Regions from separate parts of the Capsicum annuum genome. Here region 2 is linked to region 1. A link is a contact called in public Hi-C data. All regions are on one chromosome and are shown on one strand. Each heading gives the region's core, a stretch centred on a gene start, on an enhancer-like site or on the middle of the called end of the contact. The rest is flanking DNA. Distances are from core to core; before and after follow the strand shown. Region 1 holds the start of LOC107857113 (polygalacturonase At1g48100). Region 2 has its middle 41 kb from the start of LOC107857113.

Evidence for each region. Hi-C and Micro-C count contacts between places; a contact is called where the count stands out from the background.
Region 2: a contact with region 1 is called in a Hi-C map of placenta, with 2.1 times the contacts expected there. The contact joins the enhancer-like site here to the promoter of LOC107857113 in region 1. A contact is called at or near these places in 2 of 5 Hi-C or Micro-C datasets (bud and placenta).

Annotation. Positions count from the first base shown.
Region 1 is chr1:157,645,032-157,648,518 of UCD10Xv1.1, forward strand. LOC107857113 (polygalacturonase At1g48100) reads right to left here and starts at 2,015. Exons shown (of 5, transcript XM_016702057.2): 1 at 1,304-2,015; 2 at 372-416; 3 at 66-273. The coding sequence starts at 1,705.
Region 2 is chr1:157,686,359-157,689,884 of UCD10Xv1.1, forward strand. No RefSeq gene overlaps it. Among protein-coding and RNA genes, the nearest start is that of LOC107857113, 41 kb to the left of the region's middle. Within about 2 kb of position 1,868, at least 4 of the 5 cell types and tissues checked have an H3K27ac peak or open chromatin away from gene starts, as enhancers often do.

The sequences.
Region 1 (3,487 bases), core at 765-3,264:
TGTTGTCACCAGGCTTAAATACACGAAATTAATTTGTGTGTATTAATTAAGTAGAATTAGCGTACCATTAGAGATGAGTGAGTCATATATTTCAACATTGCTTGTCTGTTCAATGTGAATGCCATCAGTGTTGGGACTCCAGGCGGGAGCTGTAATGTGTAGGGATTCAATATGCACATTCTTGCAGTTATCAAATCTGAAATTAAATTGTGGGCTATTCTTCATCTTAATTCCTTGAACTGTTAGATTTGAGCTCATGAAGAATCTAATGGCCTGCAAGTACGTACCAAAATTTTAATCTACTAGAATTAAACCTAAATTCACAAAAACTAAAACTGCAAGTTTAGTGGTAAATATTTAATTTCACTCACAATTGGGCTGTCACATGGTCCAGGCAGTGTACTTCCATTAGGTCCCTGTAATAATACAACAGTACTGAGGATTAGATAATTTATATTAGTATGTACGTGTAAAGGAGTATGAAATTAAGCACTATCCCATATATATAGTGAAAAGGAAAAGTAGGCACACATATATATATATGCTGCTAGTCCCCTATCCCCATATATATAATATACCTTATGGGGTTTGCAAGGAAGGTTCCACCACTCTTCTCCTCTTCCATCTATGACGCCTCCACCTTGCAGTGACAACTCATTTACTCTATAGAATACCAGCCACTGCCGCTTAGTGTTGTTGCTCGGCCACGACTCCGGTCCATCTGGAGGCATTATACTTCCTTCCAACTTCCCATGTTGATGTTGGTACACAACATCAGTTACATAAACCAAAAACATTCCTCACCACTCTTTTTTTTTTAGTACACCTTATAAATTACTTAATCCTTTTTAATTTATGTGGTATAGTTTGACAGGAGATAAAATTAAAGGCAGAAAAAACTTTTGAAATTTATGATCATACATGAGATTTTTGTGATCCAAAAAGCATGCCAATTGAAAATAAAACGAGAAATTTATCGTTTATGCGATTGTTTTTAAAGCATAGTATGAAGGATCAAATAGTTGGTGCCACTTAAAAAAAAGCAGAAAGGACTAAGGAGTAATATAATAAGACATACTCCATCTACTTCATGTAATTATGTGACACTTTTTCTTATTTATAATATATTAAAAAAGAACTCCTGAAAGTTTTTAATTTTAAACTTCATGCCCTTAATGACATGCACATAAAGTGCTAAAGGTATTTTCGATATTTATTAAAGATTCTTACTGTATTTCTTTCTAAAAATTTTGTGTCAAGTCAAACACAAAAATTGAGGGAGAAGTGTGTGTTAACTAAGTACCTGAAACACCAAACCATTTTGACAAGGACCAGTGAAAATAGTGGATTGGATCATGAAAGAGTAACCAACAGGGACGTGAATGACCGCTGACTCAACTTGGCAAGCAGCATCCCATGCTGCCTTAAAAGCTTCAGTGTCATCCGCAATGCCATCACCCTGTGCCCCAAAAGACCTCACATCATAAAACCCTATGTCCACGGGAGAATCAGAAGGCTCAGGTGAAATTGAAGGCGGATATGATATGTGGGAATTATGCTTGTGTTGTTTCTTATTGTGGTGGCCGCGGTGTCCGTGGTGATGGTACCTAGCAGTAACGACGTGGCTACTCATGAATAATGCAGTTGTCATGTAAAATATAACAAGTAGTGACAAAGGCGCAGCACTGGTTGATAGCGATGCCATTTCGATTTTCTAAGTGCCGAATTAAATGAAGAGATAGAAAATGACACTACAGTGGTAATAGTGCTGAAACGTTACTTTCAAATTGGGTACTGAGGAATGAGGGAATTTCAAGAATTCAAGGAAAAGACTCTGAGTTGTACAGAAAGTGGAAAGGAATTTAGCCTTAGAAGAGTTTTTATGGTGAGAATTTTCTGGCAATGTTGTGTCAACTTGCACATAAATTAATACTAGTAAAAAGAAAAGGGGCGTTAGTGTGAATGTTTGTGTGTTTCAGCACTAGTGCATGCAGAAGCCGAAAGGCTGAGCACATTTATCTATCTTTGCCATGTACTCATGGTTGACGTGCCCCTATATATAGATGGCTACATACATGCCTACAGTACTGTATGTCTTTCCCAAGATTTTGAGTAAGCGGTATCAGCCTATTGTAATGACGTAGTTACTTTCATCGATCTGAATTAAGCTTATGTTTACCTTGCATTAATTTTGAGTATAACTTTATGTGTAAAAATTCGTTAAAATTACAACAAATATTCGCTCAATCACTTCATTTCAATTTGTTTGTTTTACTAAAGTCTATTTCCTTTTATGACAACTTTTTAGTCTTAACTTTCCATTTGACACTTTTAAGATGACGAGATTAAAGAATATTTTGGTACATTCTACATATTTTTAGTTTAAGAGTACGCGAGATAAAAGGAAAGAGACATTTTAAAACGAATGTCTCTTTCCTTTTATGATGGCTTTTTAATCCTAACTTTGCACGTGATACTTTTAAGGCGTTGAGATTAAAGGACATTTTGGTATATTACACACAGTTTTAGTTTAAAACTACATGATTGAAAAATCTTTTTTAGCTTCTTAAACTCCACATTAAGTCAAAATTAACCCAACAAACAAATTGAAGGATGGAGTAGTAAATATAAACCCATAACTACCAAAAAGAGGTCAAATACTAAAAGAGTTAAAAGATTGAACCCATAAAATAAAAATCTTGAATTCGCCTATAGTAGTATATACGTACATGCGCATACAATATCTAATTAATTTTTTGACAAAGCGATGTTGGACAACATCAATTGAAAGGATGTGTCTCCACTGGTGCAGACCTATATACTAATAACTTTATCAACAAGAAGATCAAAACAGAAATGATAAAAGTTACATTCACCCTAGTAGACTAGTATCTACACCTTACAAGAACGCAAATTCTAGTTAAACCAAATAGTATAGTGTTAGAGGAAAGTGGGCATATAGACAGTAGACATTGGCCTTTTTTGAGAATGTGGAAGCAGCGCATGCTGTGAGAAAAAAGGTAAAACGGAATAACCAGAAACCTTTGAGTGCGTGTGGTGGTGGGTGAATGGCCATTAACTTCAAAAAAAAAACATATATAACCCTCTCACCTAGCCCTTTCTGCTAGCTAACCCCATGTTATTCCCATAACTTTCACTTTTTCCCCTGGTCTATATTTTTTTTCCATTCTACTTTGGTCACAGTTACTTTTTCTAAACTTGTAAAGATAATACTAGTTGCACCATAAACATTCCACATTTAATTGATACGTTCTGATTAACGTTGGTACTGCCAGACAGCCCGAGTATTTCAAAAATTAAATAGTGCTACTAGTGACTAAGAAAGTAAGATTCTCCTCAGAGTTGGTCAGATTCGTCTTATGTTAATCGTTCGATTGACTAAACCATTACAGCTTAACAAATTCAAAAGTTAGTATAAAACAATGTGCTGATCAATCTCAAAATAAGACCTGATTTTAGTATATTC
Region 2 (3,526 bases), core at 618-3,117, 41 kb after region 1:
AAAGGTGATCTGCACGCGCCTAAACTTAGACTAGGATTGAATATAAAATCGGTTAAAATGGTGAATTTATAATGGTTTTTATAACTTCTGTGGGGGTAGTAAGTCGTTCACAAAGTTAAAGTATCTTTTTGAAAATCTCGAACAAATTCAATGGTTACTTTATGTTTTTTCTCTTCATACAAATAATATACCAAGCAAGAACTTGCCTCTTTTGATTAGTACTTTTTTTTGTTTAGCCTACTGAAGATTACATATTTTTAAAGTTATTTCTTTTATAGATCCATATATTCTTATATTGAAATGAAGTTTTGGGATTGCAGTAGGGGCATGAACTTGATAGAAGTTGAATCGAGCAAGCTGAGAATAATGTCATCTGAATTTACAGGCTTAACTGTTGTTTTTGTTTTAACTTTTCTATCAATAAGTTGTTAATGTGAATTCTTAATTACTTTCTAAAAGTCCGTGGGAGACCCAGTTGAGAACATATTATATTGTTCTAACATCTTTTCTTCTGTTTAATTGGCAAATTAAGTTTCTATGGTTAAAAAAAAGTAATTCAAATATTTATAAATAAAAGAGAAAATGGTCAAAAGCCCCTCCAACTTTTATCTCAAATCTCAACTACACACTTATACTTTGCTGAGGCCCTATGACTTTCCTGAACTATTTTAAAGTGAAATTGTTACCCCTAAACTATTTTAAGTGGAATTATTACCCCTCAAAAACTGACAACCAGTCATTTTGACATGTGGTGTGATACACGCGTTGCCACGTCATTACCATGTCATTTTTTCTTTTTTTACTCTAAAAAATTAATTATTTAACATTATTATTTTCCTTTTCTTTCCCTTTCTCATTTTGCTCCATTTTCTTCTTCAACCCAATTTCATCTTCTTGGGTCGAAAAAAGAATTCTTGGGGAAAGAAATAATGGATTAATGAGTGTGTAATAGCAAATAAATGCTCCTCAAAGCTTTTCATCACTTTTTGTTCAAGATCGTCATTAATGACGAATTCTTTCCCATTGTGGAAATTCAAAACTTTGAGCTTGCCATTAATGGCGGATCTTGAGCAAAAATAGAGAAAATTGAAGAAATGGGTTGAAAAATTATACATGGGTTATGTTGAAAATTATACATGGCATTGTGGAAATTCAAAGCTTTAAACTCGCCATTAATGACGATCTTAAGCAAAAAGAGAGAAAATCGAAGTTCTTGAATTTTTATAAGTTTTTTGAATCGGAGTTCCTCATATTCCTCATTCAAGAATTCATTAATCGAAGAAATCTTATTGTTTCCTTAGTTTAAGAGTTTCTTGGTTTCCGTAATAACATTTTTCAAATTATCAAAAAATACCATTAATGAGAATTTGGAGATGAGAAAGATGAAGAACTCCATTAATGAGTTCTTGAATTTTTGTTTTGAAAAAAGAGAAAAAGAAGAAGAAGAAGAAGAAGACATGATGTGACAATTATAATTCATTAAAAAAAATAATAATTAAAATATTTATTATATTATTAAAAATAATGATGTGGAAATCAAAAAATAAAGAATTTTAAGTGAAGTGGACTCAGTTGACGCACTCATGGACGGTGTAGTCACATTCATTGACATGTCAGCAACTGAGGGAATAATAAATTTGATGAAAATAAATTTAGGAGGTAATAGATCACCTTTAAAGATTGAGTATATAGTTAAAATTTCGACTAAAAATAAAGGGTAATAGATCATTTTCTCTAAATAAAATAAAATTTCTTATGAAGTAGAATTGTAGCAAGAGTTTTGTTTTTAGCCCACTGACACAGATAATGTCTCATACAGTAACAAAGTTGTTGCGCCTTCTTAAGACCTTGCCCACTCACTCTATTACAAACAAGTTGGATTGGTATTCTTGCAGATCATGTAGCTTCAATATTAAATTCTATGTACATCAGTGTGACTTATAGGTTACTATTTGAGTCATCAAATTAGCCAATGTTATTTGTGTCAGGGTAGATATTATATAACCTACATCACACCCTTACCCTTACGAGATACTCTCGTTTTGAAATAAGTGAATTGTTAAATTGTTGGGATATTTGTTGGTGTTTCAAAATAAGTGAATCATTGAATTTTTTTTCAAATATACTCTTATGATTTGACAACCAATTAACTTTTGAAAATGTGTTACAAGGTCAACTTTTTCTTTTTGAGTAAAAATAGAAAATTGTGTTAAATTTATGTTTTTAATATTTGTTTTTTAATTTGTGTATCAAAATTCAAAAATTCATTTATTATGAAATAGAGGGAGTATTATTTTTGTGGGATGTGGTATGTAGCAGAAATGTATCAGAAAAGAAGAGAAAGAAATTGCTTTAAGGGATTTTCATAATTATTTGGAAGGAAGGAAAACTTTTGTGACATTAATAGTCAATTATATTTTTAAAAATAATTTAAAATTTTAATTATTATAATTTATAATATTTTTTCTTCTATTCTACTAATTTGGTGACATGATAAAATTATTATAAAAGATACATGTGGAAAAAATTTAAGTGGACTTATATAAGACACCAAGTTAATTTAAAACATCAAGAGTTAATTTATCATTTTATATCTATTCTATTATACTTTTTTTAATTTAATATTATTAATTTTTTAATACGTAAATGACTTATATTAATTAATTAGAAATGATATGCTAAAATCACGGTTGAAGCGCCTGAAGCAGACATGTCGTCCATAAGCTGCTTGCTTCAGCAACTTCAGTGTCACTTATATAATAATAATAGATTTTAATTAAATATTATTAATTTTATAATACGTAAATGACTCGTAAGAATCAATTAGGTATGATATACTAAAATTATGGTTGAAGCAGCTAAAACAGACATGACGTCTACAAACTGCCTACTTCAGCAGCTTTAGTGCCACTTATATATTAGTAATAGACTTTAATTCAATATTATTAATTTTATGATACGTAAGTGACTTGTAATAATTAATTAGGTATGATAAAGTAAAATTACACTTAAAACAGCTAAAACAGGTATGTCGTCTACAAGCTATCTGCTTTTGCAGCTTCACTACCACAAATGTATTAGTATTACCAATAGTATATATATATATATATATATATATATATAATTCTTTGAGAACCCTTAACCACCCCTACGCCTTCCTCCACTCCACCACGATTGTCCTCAATTATTCTCTTTGTGTTGGCTCTATACCCAACAACCGGATCGGTCCGACCCAAATCAATACCGACCCTGTTAACTTAAGTGAAAATTATTGAATTACAACTTGCAACACTACTTTTATGTAATTATTGAATTGTGTTTTTAATTTCAAGTTATAGAAGATTTAATTATTAATTATTTATTTTTATTTAAAAATATATTTGTTAGATAATATTTTATATTTATCCTAGTTTTTTTATTATCTCTTTCTAATAGCATAAATTCCGTGTTGTATTAAAACTCTATATACATGTTTTAACTTTTTTCAGGAAAAGTTAACTTTTCTTTTACTTATATATCCTATACG